Regions from separate parts of the Zea mays genome. Here region 1 is linked to region 2. The links are chromatin contacts, called in public Hi-C maps. All regions are on one chromosome and are shown on one strand. Each heading gives the region's core, a stretch centred on a gene start, on an enhancer-like site or on the middle of the called end of the contact. The rest is flanking DNA. Distances are from core to core; before and after follow the strand shown.

Evidence for each region. A called contact is a pair of places that touch in the nucleus more often than the background predicts.
Region 1: a contact with region 2 is called in a Hi-C map of leaf, with 5 times the contacts expected there. The contact joins the promoter of LOC112136070 here to the promoter of LOC103646241 in region 2. A contact is called at or near these places in 3 of 25 Hi-C or Micro-C datasets (all in leaf).

The regions. Positions count from the first base shown.
Region 1 is chr2:32,149,682-32,155,722 of Zm-B73-REFERENCE-NAM-5.0, forward strand. It overlaps LOC112136070, which reads left to right and starts at 3,350. Exons shown (of 2, transcript NM_001361083.1): 1 at 3,350-6,041. The coding sequence starts at 4,443.
Region 2 is chr2:31,915,379-31,922,242 of Zm-B73-REFERENCE-NAM-5.0, forward strand. LOC103646241 reads left to right here and starts at 2,455. Exons shown (of 6, transcript NM_001350734.1): 1 at 2,455-2,638; 2 at 4,749-4,849; 3 at 5,173-5,249; 4 at 5,398-6,864. The coding sequence starts at 4,777.

The DNA of each region.
Region 1 (6,041 bases), core at 2,100-4,599, 240 kb after region 2:
TCCCACTGGTTGGCCTGATAGTCGTCCGAGGTGGATATGTTTTGGGTTGGAGACCTGAGTGGTCAGGACCCGGGGTTTGTGGGCGACTAGGCGAGGTGGAGCCATGGCTGGGTGTCGGCTATGACAGAACTGTCTTGGGATGGTGATGTGCATGTGGGTACAGCGTACAACCTCTGCAGAGTGTATAATCCATTCGAATGGTCCGTGTCCTCGGTATAGGACAGGTTATGGTGTGGACACTTCAACTAGTTGAGCTACTTAACTAATGAGATGGATAACGAGCAAGGATATAGTTCCAATATTGCATTGGTTAATCATGTTTATTGATCATTGCATACTAATCTGTAACTCCCTCCCTGTAAGGGCGAGGTGGGACTTGCTGAGTACCTTTGTGCTCACCCGATGTTTTTACAGAGGATCCTGATTTCGTGCCCGAGGAGTTTTGAGTAGTTCGTGCCCTATACCCAAGTTTGGTGTGGTGCCATTGCTGTAGAAGCCACCATGTGGGAAGAAGAGACTACCCTCATGTTTATCTTATCGACTATAGTTCTTCTAGTTTATGTTATTATTGTAATCGAATGTACTAAATAAAGCTCTGTATGACTGTGGCACCACTTGTGTAATGTATTTCACCAGAGACTGTTTTCCTGGTGCTTAAATACATGTTTAGCTTCGGTTGTTTAGACCGGGGCGTTACACCGACACACAAGAGGATGATGGCTCTAAGGGAGATCGAAAGAGACAAGGTCTTGCCAAAACTTATAACAAAAGGGTGAAGACTAAATCATTCCAAGTTTGAGACCTTGTCTTGAAAATAGTCTTGCCATTAACAAGCAGGGACCGAAGTTTGGCAAGTGGTCCCAAAGATGGAAAGGGCCCTATAGAGTCACACAGGTAATATCGGGTGTTACAGACTTTGCATGGTGATGAGCTACCTAAAGCATTAAATGGTCGTTTCCTGAAGCATTATCATCCAAGTGTATGGAAAGATGCTTAGAGAACCGACGTTTACACATCAGGTTGCTAATGCCTTGTACCAGATGCTTTTGGTTCGCTCGGCTTTCCTAAAAGGCAAGGGGCGTGTGTTGGGCACCATATGTGCCACGTGGGAAAGGCCGAACGGTCCGCCTTTAGGCACGGACGGTCCACGATTAGATTAGATCAGGCGTGATTAACCCCTTTTTTCGTGCATGTTTATCTATCTAAACTTGCGGATCATGCTGAAGAATGCCTAAGAATGGGTCCAGACCTCCCCTATATGTATGAAGAGGTACAACCGATTGCGGGCATCATCAATCGAACCAATCAATCTGTTTATCAATTCCTTTACTTTGTTGCCCTAGGAGTAGCCCGCAACGTAGTCTTCTTCGTCTCAATCTTCACCTCTATGCAACTCTACGTCGTCTAGATGCGTCCTGGGTGACATACCGATCCCAGGACAAAACCTAGGATCTCTTCTCCCTAAGGGTTGATTTGTGACAAGGGGATCATGGGGGATTGGAGGGAATTGAGGGGGAAATGAACTAATTTCCCTCTACAATCCTCCCGTGATCCCGAGTCATCAAATCAGCCCTAATGGTATCTCTCCCAGGAGGTGAGATTTAGGTGCCGTTGGCGAACGTCGCTATCCCTGCGCACACGTAGACTGTCCCGCCACCAGGCGCGGATCGTCCAAACTCAGCGCATGGAACTCCGCTCTTATTTCCAGGTCGCGAACCGTCCGCGATGCCGCAGCGAGGCCGCCGAGCGGAACAACTCCTATTGATTGACGCTTAAGTCGACGCCAACACATGGTTTATTTTTTTTGGTTTAGACGGCAATATCAATACTTAAAAAACATTGAAGTTTTGGCTATGCTGAAGTATTTTAAAACATTGTTTTATAAAGTTCAACCAAACACTTTTTGACACATAATACTATAATATTCTTAAATACCATAGTATTGTATTGGAAATATAAATAAACTTCGCTATCAAACAGCCCTTAACAGGTGATTTCAAACGTGTCAAAAACTTGTCTTATAGTTTATGAACCATGTCGATATCCTGAATTAATAGACGTATTCAATATAGACGTGATCAGTAGGCTTCTGATGGAAACCTGTCCGAGGTTCGAGTTCTAGACCTGTGATCGTATTCTGAAATTTGAGAACCTGGTGCCCTGGTGGTAAACTTGAATAATGTGCAGTCAAACTTGAAGACACCCACCAGACACGCTACCGGACACCACGCGTTCCGTTCCGAGCCGGTGCCTTCCTCGCTTTTATCGACACTGCAACCCGTGCAGTCACGTACTGCCACCCGCGCGGTCCACTACTAGCAGCACGCAACAGCTGATCTCACTCGTAAAGCTATCATGATGGACACACCGCAAATCCGCAATCACCTGTCCTAACTTGTAGAATCAGTTCATTTCACGACAAAAATACTAAAGTATCCCATGTTTTCAAGAAAGAACACATAGAAAATAGAAAACAGGGCATACTTGCTTGCATGAGACTAAACTTTAGTCACTCTTGTTTAGTTCCTAAACCAATAAAAACAAAACTAAAAAGAGAAGACAAAATCTGATTTATTCTAATTTAGTCCTTATATTTAGGGGGTGTTTGAATGCACTAAAGATGATAGTTAGTTGGCTAAAAATTGCTAGTGAAATTAGCTAGCTGACTATTACCTAATTTGTAAAAAGTAACTAATAACTGAACTATTAGCTAGACTGTTTGGATATCTCAACTTATTTAGCAGCTAACTATTAGTTATAGTGCATTTAAACACATTCTTATTAATTTAGGGACTAAAATATACTTGTTTGGTTACTCTAGCAGTGATTGAAGTGTAAATTAAACTAATTTACAACTCAATACATCTCAACCTATATGTGTTTGGATGAATATTAGAATATCCAAACCTGCCTAAAAGTGAGGGACTAGAGTTTAGTCTCACGGAACCAAACAACCCTAAAGATCTAGTTCCTTTGTTCTTAAAAAAAATTCTGAATCGAATCAGAAATTTGAACTTAGTACAGTTTTGTCTCAATTTTAAGTTATGCAATATTTCAGTTTTTATAGATATATTTTTGTATTATATACCTAGAATATATATATATTTAAGTGCATAGAAATATAATGTACACAAAAACTAAAATATATCGTAACCTAAAACGGTGTAGTACAAACAAATGGGAGAAAATAAAGACCAAGCGACTGGGTGGAGAGAGAGAAGACGCAAGCGGAGCAAGGGCATGAACTCAAAAGTGCCAGGTGGGGCCGGACGGATTAGGACGAAAAGCAAAGGCAGGGAAAGCAAAAGAGGAGAGAGAGAGGGAGGGGGCAGAGGAGGCTAGATCGAGGGGGAGAGGGACCGCCCGCGATTGCTACGGCCTCCATCGCAGCGAGAGCTTGAAAGCGTGCTTGCCTGCCATTCCCAGCTCCCAGTTCCTTTCCTTCTTCTTGCTCGTCCACCCAGTACTCCACTGCTCCTCGTCCTCGTCCTCGTCCTCCCTCTCCCGCCATCCCCATCCCCGCGACGACGCGCATCGGACCCTGCGTCGTACGTGCTCGCCCATTCCCTAGCCGTCAGTGGATGTGCCGGGCTGGCCGCGGGCCGTCCGAGCCTGCGGCGGCGGCAGGGGAGGGCGACAACCCGGCGGGCGGCAGGAGTGGCAGCGGGTGAGTTGAGCTCCACTCAGGGCCCGCATTACCAGTGTGTCCCTCCCCGGTGGTGCTCTGCGCTGTTCCCCTTGCTCACTTGTCGGGCGGGGCGTGCCCTAGCACCGTGTGGACTGTGGAGCTCGCACCGCGCGGGGGAAGTGAAAAAGCTCGCGCGCCTTTCGCGGATCTGCTTCGGGGGCTTGCGCGGCGGTGTGCTCCTGGGTCCCCCAGACGGGGCCGGGTATCCCGTGATTTGAGGGGACTTCTACTTCTCTCTCTCTCTCCTGCTGCCTCTTCTTCTTTATGATGGGTACACGGTGCGATTGGTGTGTGCTCCTGTTTGGGGATCCCCTGTTTGGTCAGTGAGGAGAGTTGAGCTGCTATAGCATTTCTGCCGGAGAAATCGGCTTAGAGTTGTCTGGGTGCTTCTTCTCTTCGTGAGCTTCTCGATTTCCAGGAGGTGATTACTGGTTAAACGGTTATTAATTGTATACTTTTGTTTTCTGTCTTACTTGATTGCCGGGTCGCTACCGATCTGCTACTTGGTTTGGTGGCTCGCTCTTGTCAGTTTGTCTGATAAATCCCAATGCGAAGCTACTTCCCTTGCCGTCACACGAGTACTAGTTCCGCTGCTGCCCGTCGGAGTATTCAGAATTCATAAGCATGTATCTGCTGCCGTGTTCTTACAGCTGCTCGCGCCCTCTACAGGAAGGAAGCCATCCAACCGCGGAGATGTGGGAGCCCAGGAGGTCGTAGCGAGGGGTTTCCTTGATTGGTGAATCTTCGATCAAGGATGGAGCACCGGGCTTTGCTGCTCGGCGTGGCGCTGGCCTTTCTGCTGGCCTCTGGCTCCCAGGGCTTGAACCATGAAGGTTGGCTTCTCCTAGCGCTGAAGAGCCAGATGAACGACACTCTCCACCACCTCGACAACTGGGACGCGAGGGATCTAACACCATGCATCTGGAAGGGCGTCAGCTGCTCGTCGACGCCCAACCCAGTGGTGGTGTCTCTCGACCTCAGCAACATGAACCTGTCAGGCACAGTTGCGCCTAGCATTGGTAGCCTGTCTGAGCTGACCCTCCTTGATCTGTCCTTTAATGGGTTCTATGGTACCATCCCTCCAGAGATTGGGAACCTGTCGAAATTGGAAGTGCTTAACTTGTACAACAACAGTTTTGTTGGTACAATACCCCCTGAGCTCGGGAAGCTAGATAGGCTGGTCACGTTTAATCTGTGCAACAACAAGCTTCATGGCCCGATACCTGATGAGGTTGGAAATATGACAGCACTTCAGGAATTGGTAGGATACAGTAATAATCTCACTGGCTCACTACCTCGTTCACTTGGCAAGCTGAAGAACCTGAAAAATATTAGGTTGGGTCAGAATCTTATATCAGGCAACATTCCTGTTGAGATAGGTGCATGCCTGAACATAACTGTGTTTGGTCTTGCGCAAAACAAGCTCGAGGGTCCTTTACCTAAAGAGATTGGGAGGTTGACCTTGATGACCGACTTAATCCTATGGGGGAATCAGCTTTCTGGTGTTATTCCTCCAGAGATAGGAAACTGTACAAGTCTGAGCACAATTGCCCTCTATGACAATAATCTAGTTGGCCCCATTCCTGCAACAATTGTGAAAATTACGAATCTTCAGAAGCTATACCTTTACAGGAATTCATTAAATGGTACAATTCCATCTGACATTGGGAATCTTTCTCTTGCAAAAGAGATCGACTTTTCAGAGAATTTCTTAACTGGAGGGATACCAAAGGAGCTGGCCGACATCCCAGGCTTGAATTTACTCTACCTCTTCCAGAACCAGCTTACAGGCCCTATTCCTACAGAGTTGTGTGGGTTGAAAAACTTGAGTAAACTTGATCTGTCGATCAATTCACTGAATGGCACGATTCCAGTTGGATTTCAGTACATGAGAAATCTAATCCAACTGCAACTCTTCAACAATATGCTTTCTGGCAACATACCTCCAAGGTTTGGCATTTATAGCCGTCTTTGGGTGGTGGATTTCTCAAACAACAGTATAACAGGGCAGATACCGAAAGATCTTTGCAGGCAATCAAACCTTATTTTGTTGAATTTGGGGTCTAACATGCTTACAGGAAACATTCCTCGTGGGATCACTAACTGTAAAACATTGGTGCAGCTTCGTCTCAGTGACAACAGTCTGACAGGAAGTTTCCCCACTGATCTCTGCAATCTGGTAAATTTGACAACAGTTGAACTAGGTCGAAACAAATTTAGTGGGCCTATTCCTCCTCAGATAGGCAGTTGCAAGTCTCTTCAAAGGCTGGACCTTACAAATAATTATTTCACGTCAGAGTTGCCTCGAGAAATTGGTAATTTGTCAAAACTCGTTGTCTTCAATATCTCATCT
Region 2 (6,864 bases), core at 1,205-3,704:
AGAAGAAGAAAAAAAAAAGAAATGAGAAGTCAGAACGACGACACAGTAGCAACTCCCTCCCAATCGTCTGTGTCCGTGTGACGGTATGTACAGGTCGCCAATAGATACCCGTACGTGCTATAGTGTTTTTTACGAACACGGTCTCTCGGGCAGTGGGGCACGCACGTCACATGCATGCGATTTGGCCGGATGCTAGCTATCGTCAACGTTTGTTCTCAGAGTTCACACCGGTAGACCTGTTGTACGTAATTATTATTATTTTCAGTACGTGTGCTGGACAAGATAACGAGGAAACGTCTACTCGGTTTGGCACGTTTTGCCTCGGAAGCTGGGCACGTACTGACAGACCGTAGGCTAGCAGATCACTTCTAGCTACTAGCTAGGCAGGAATATAATATCGGTCTCCCCGTACCGTAGATTGAAAGAGGATCACACAGGTCCACGACGGCGGATCGGAGGAGGCTGAATAACTGCTCGCTGGCACACTGTAGCCGTTAGCCGCCGCCATCCTGCCCCGCCCGGTTCAACTGTTCAAGCTGAACTAGCTGGAGAGGGCATGTGAGCGGTGCAGCGAGCGCGTCCTCTCGCCAGCTCACAACCACAACCGAGCAGGAAGGAGAGGGAGCGGATCCTCCAGCACCGCGCTGTTCCATCGTCCACGTACCGCAAGCTCCGGGCCACAGGCAGGTCCCTCCAGTAGTCCAGTCCAGCGTCGTCTCGTTCTCGTCGATCAGCCGGCCGCTGCGTACCGGTTACTCCACCCACCGTGTCTCGGTCTCGGTTCCCTACTGTCCGCTGACCTGATCAGTCAGTGCATGTCGGCCGTACGTAGCCCACGAAGCCGAGCGCGTACTACGAAGTCTACTGAATCATTTCTACCAATGCAAGACCAAGAATGAGGTACGAAGTCATTCAGTTCCTTTTCGTCAAAAGGCAAACGTAGACTCAAGACTTATTATCAAGCCTCCTTTGACGAAGACTCTTTGGCATGCATAAGTCAAAGCGAAGAGCCCACCAGATGAAGAAACAAAGAGAAGCCGATTCATTCACAATGCAAGGTACCAACCGCCTTCGTCCATGAAGACTGACCATCCACAAGAACTACAGTATATCGCAAGGTAGGAAACAAATGACTGATGAACCGCACCTGCATGCATAGCTGAACGGTTGTAGTCTAACAAACCATGAGTATTCTAGACTTCGTATAGGCAATTACCAAGGCAAAGACCTTTATAAATACCGTCTTACATGTGCAATTAACAGCCATGGGATCTATGTCCAATTAATTCACCAGACCGTACACACACAGAGGATGTATTTTGGACATCGGGCGGACAGGGGCACCAGACTAGGTCCGGTGTGCTGTCCGGTAAACCCAATGGTCGGATTAGAAGGACCTAGTGCCGAATGACGTGACAGTGCAATAGTGGAAGGTCCGGTGCATCGGACCAGGTCTGGCGCCAATAGTTACTGACGGAAAGTGCTATAATCAGAGGTCCGGTGCACCACCAGACCGGACTTGTCTAGTGTGAACAGAATATACAGAATTTTATCAACTACTAATTTTATTTTTTGGGGCTATATATACACTTGTTTGACATAAAACTCATTTCTAGAAAGTTGCAAAACTGCCTCTAACCTCTCTCTTGGTGAGAGTGCTTAGTGCGAGATTATGTGTCAGAGAGCAAATAGAGGCTAGATAAGTGAACAAATAGCCAATGTGATGTGTGTAGAAGCTAGAGAGAGAGCTTAACAAGAGTAAATCAACCTTGAGCAAGTTTGGCGCGATTCAGCCATTCGCTTTGCGCATTCGCTGGAGAGCTTTTAAGGCGTGGAAAATGTTGGGATTTTTGTAAAGCAACATAGAGGCAGTGGAAATCTCGGCTTATCATGGTGGTGAGATACAAAGAGCGTGTCGAAAATGACTCAAAGACGTTGGGCTATCTCAACAACATGGAGTAAGCAAGTATTTGAGGCTTTAGCAAACTACGCGATGAATCACGTGTCACAATATTAATCCGCTGCACTGATTTGTTCCAAGCAAGTAAGTTAATACTTTATATAATCGCTTATTCACCCTCTGATCCTTTCCATACTTTCAGGAGTACATTGCGCGAAGTCATTGAATAAACAAACGGGTAGTCGTAGTCTCACACCATACGATTAGCAGTCTGCCAAGCCTGATCGTGCAGTGCCCCGTAATTCACGCCCCCTTCTGTTTAGCGTTTTTTCTTCCTTGCATTGCAGTTCAGTTCAGTCGGTCGTGCACTCTTCATCCATCCATCCAGCCAGCCAGCCAATCGAACCGCAACGTCATCCGCTGCCCACCGGCCACCGCCATCATCACCACTTTCGGGTTTGGTATTTCCCGCACGCACGCAACGCACGTACGCGGGCCACGAGTGGGAGTGGTGGTGGTGGAGGTGGAGGTGGACACCCGAAGCCAAGCAAAGCAAGCGGGGAAGAAACAACAAGGGACACTTCACAAAAGCTGGGCTGAGATCGATCCATCGATCGATCCCCTTCCACACCAGCCTCCTACCGCGTCGCTTAGTGCTCACTACTGCTCACCACTACTCCGTCCCGCGTCGCGCCCCGCGCCCCGCGCCGGCGAATGCTCCGGCTCTCCTCGCCGCAGGTGAACTCCTCCGAATTGCGCCTGCTATTCCTTCGCTCACTCTCCTCTCTCGCTCTCGCTCTCTCTATCCCGGGAATACGGAAGACGCTGGTGGGTGGAAACCCTCCTCATTCTTTTTTTTTTTGCCATCTTCCTTAGATATTTTCTTCCGTTTCTTGGTAAATCTTTCGCCGCCAAATTTGAGCTTCCGATTGTTGGATTCGCCACCTTGTCGCGTGCCGCATTGCTTGTGCGGACTCTCGCTTGTGGGGGACAATCCTGTTTTGGTGATGCGCCCAGCTGAGATTTAAGGCTGCATTTGGTGCTTGTGGGTTCAGTCTGCGAATTTTGGGGGGGGGGGGGGGGGGGGGGGGGAATCTCTGCGCAAAGGGAGGATATTGAGATCTGAGCGGAGTTTTATGGTTCGCCAGGTCCGAATTCCCATCGGTGCCGGCGTAAAAAGCCGCCTTCGCCGCCGCCTCCCGTCCCTTTCCGCTCCCGCGCCCGAGAATTTATTGCTCGAACGCGCGCCCCGTCCCGTCAGCCCCTGCACAGACCGCGACGCCCCCATCCTGTGACGAGCAGCCCAGCAAAGTCGCAGGCTTTGCAGTTTAGGGGGTGTTTGGGAACAAAGTTTTTCTGCAGTTTTGGAAGAATACTGCAGTATTCTCAAATACTGCAGTATTATATACATAATGGTGTTTGGCAAGCTGGGTAAAATCTCTGTTTTCAAAACTGAAGTATTGCAAATACTATAATTGTTTTAAGGCATTCTAAACTTAGCTCTGGACCTCAGTTTTCAAAACTGCGGTATTATAAACTACGTTATTGTCATAACTAAAGTATAGTATAGTATTTCAAAAACTGTAGTTTTCAAAAACTTTGTTCCCAAACAGGGCCTTAAATGCTCGAGCTAGTATTTACCTGCAAGATTCCTCTCCCCCTCTGCCGTTTCTCTGCATCGCGCGGCTGGTCCCTGGCCGGGCCTCGTAGCCGTACCTCTCGATCGCTGCATTTAGTTGGTCTGTTTTGTCTGCGTTTCTGCTTGGAAAGCTTCGAGTTCGTGGTGTTTCTTCTCAGGCTCCGGTAGGCGGTTTCCTTTTCCTTTTTGCTTTTGGAGAGGAGCGTCTCGTTGGTTTCCATTCTTCCTAGTTTTGTACTACGTACCATGTTATTGTACGTCTTCTCGTCTTTTTATCATCGTCTCTGTCTTTCCACCGATTAAAATTTTGCTGCGAAGAAAATTGGGTCTTAAAAAAATGTGCCGCTAGTACTAGTATCTCGTTGCTCTCGCTGTCGCAACTGCATCGTTCTGCTGTCGTTGTTGGCTGCATCGTTCTGCAATTTGTCTCACCTACCTCTGAGCGCTGATTAAGTTAATATAGCTCGAGCTTTGGCATCCACATTCCATACGTAGAGGATAGAGCACAAAGCTATGCGCCTTTTATACCTTCTCTCACCTCTGAGCTCTGAGGTTTAGTTTGCCACTGTATGTGACCCCAAAAGTGCAGCCTTTTCAAGGCTTTTGTGCTGAAAGATTCCTTTTGATCATAATCATAGATTTGTACTAATTAGTTCAGCTCGGTGCATTTACTTTTATGTTACCTTCTGATCTTTGCTACATTCCACTTTTCCATCTTGCCTGTTGCTCCGTCACCATCGTTTCATATCGTTGGGCGTGCCGGCTAACTTTCCTTTGGTTTCTATAAACAACAGCAGGGCCATGAGCCCATGAACTGTGCTCCCCTCCCCCTGTGGCCTGGCCTATGCCTGCAAAAACTCAGCTTTAGGCATGTGTGTTTTCTCTGAAAGGACCCATCTTGCTACAGAGATATGCTCTGAGTCTGACCTCGTGCCCGAGTTCAAAATTAGGGCCTGAAACCTTTCAAAAACTGACGCTGATCCTGAGACCTAGGAGCACCACAAAGCTATTCAAACTCTTGTTACCTATATATCCACCCGCCACTCCCCTAGTGGATGGTAGTAGTAGTACTAGCTAACTGTCATGCTCCTGTCTCTCAGTTAGATTTCTTTAGGCTTTATGGATCTCAGGTACAAGCCTAGTTGGTAAAGTTTCATTTTCTTCATGTCCTTGCACTTATATCCTTTTCTGCTATATTGCCATGCTCAGAGGTCGCGTTTATGATCAGAAGAAGGCAATGATCAACTTATTTGACCTCAGCGCAGGGATGTCTAGCACAAACATGCTCACAGATCGAGCTCGTATAGATGGTACATAAATCTCTTCCACTTTGTATTTTTGTTGCAATGCTGATGAGATGCAATCTTTTGCAATTGGCCTGGGACAAATATTTCCGATGTCCTCTTTTGTGTGGGGCTAGTTGACATTGGTGTCATGTGAACAATGTGATTCCTTTGCACCATTTTGCCATTTTCAGACGATGACATGCTTGACTTGTCATTTTCTTCCTTGTTTTTTGCCTTTCTTAGATTAAAAGTATTCAGAGGTTCTCTTGCTCCTTTCAACCTTGCAAGGACTGGTTCTCAAAACTCAAAACTGAAACTGCCGTGTACGTTCTGCTTGGATATTTCAGGTTCTCCAGCGTGTAGAAGCAGGCAAGATGCCAAGAGAACAGTTGATCCTGCTAAAGTTTATACCAACGATAAAGTAGTAAGTAACATGTCATATCCCTCCTGGTTTTACCTATCATTTTCGTTAGGTGATTTTTTCTGTTAAATATAATACAGTAGGCGAGAGCCACTAAATTTCATTGAAGTGATACATTTTTTGTGCTGTAATAATAAGAATATTCCTGCAGGGAGCTAGTAACTGGAGCTCATCCAGAAATAAATCAAATGTGTCTCCATTGAATGTGGCGTTAGAAAAGGAGATGTCCAAGGAATTGGAATCAAAGAAGAAGTCACCAAGTGTGGTTGCCAGATTGATGGGACTTGAAGAAGATCTACCTGGTCAAGAGCCAGCATTACCTTCCACTAAAAGAAATTTGAAGAAAAGACACCTAAATGGCAACTTGGTCAAAACAAACAATCTCCATCGACATCAAGAGCAGTACCATTCCAGTATGACAACATGCGACAAACACATAGGACCCAAAGAAACAGTTGAATTTAAGGATGTTTATGAAGTCAGTGAAGAACCATTGAGAACATACCATTTTCAGGACCAAACTTTTCCTAGGGAAATGTCTTCCAGGAGCAAGAGAGACATAAGGATGGAAATTGTTCGTCAGAAGTTCATGGAAGCAAAGCGTCTTGCTACAGATGAGAAACTCCTGCATTCAAAGGAGTTTCAAGAAGCTCTTGAGGTTCTAAGTTCTAACAGAGATTTGTTCCTTAAGTTTCTTGAGGAACCAAACTCTACTTTCTCAAAGCAGCTAGCTGGACTTCACAGAAGCCCATCACCACCTCAGACAAAGCGTATTACTGTGTTGAAACCAACTAAATTTGTTGAGAGCGATTGCAGAAGGGAAATCAGAACACACAGAATAAATGAAGGAAATGAACACGTGATGCGGAGGACACACTGGAGATCTCATTCAGCAGAAGATACCTTATCCCAGCCAACTAGGATAGTGGTCCTGAAGCCTAGTCCTGGCAAGCCTAGCAGAACAATGGCTAGGCTAACAACCGAAGCAGCCCCAGCTCAGTTCGCTGAGCAGATAGGTTTTTATGGAGGTTTAGAAGGTCACAATTACCCATCAGATGCTCTACATCGGCGGGATGAGTCTTTATTATCTTCTGTATACTCAAATGGCTATGGTGGAGATGAAAGTTCTTTCGGCAGATCAGAAGTTGACTACATTGATGAAGAAGATAGTAACCTAAGTGACTCGGAGATCGTTAGCCCAGTACCGCCGCTGCATTCATGGGATCACTTCAAAAGATACAGCAGTCCTCACTCAGGTTCAACTTTTAGCAGAACATCTCGGTCGCCCGAGTCATCTGTGATCAGGGAAGCTAAAAAACGGCTTTCAGAAAGATGGGCGTCAGTAGCATATAATGAGATCAACCAAGAAAAGCTGCAACTACCAAGAAGTTCAAGCACTTTGGGAGAAATGCTTTCCCTTCGGGGAGTCAAGAAAGAAGCTGGTGGTATGGGTTCTGTTTCAAGTAGTAGGCCATGTGATGCCGAGAAAGAGATGACCCTGCGAGCTACGTGTATAACTGTTCTTAGAGAGAACGAAGGAGATGGGCAGAGCTCTCCAACGACTTTAGCAAGATCAAAATCTGTCCCAGTGTCATCGTCCATGTTTGATGACATAGCA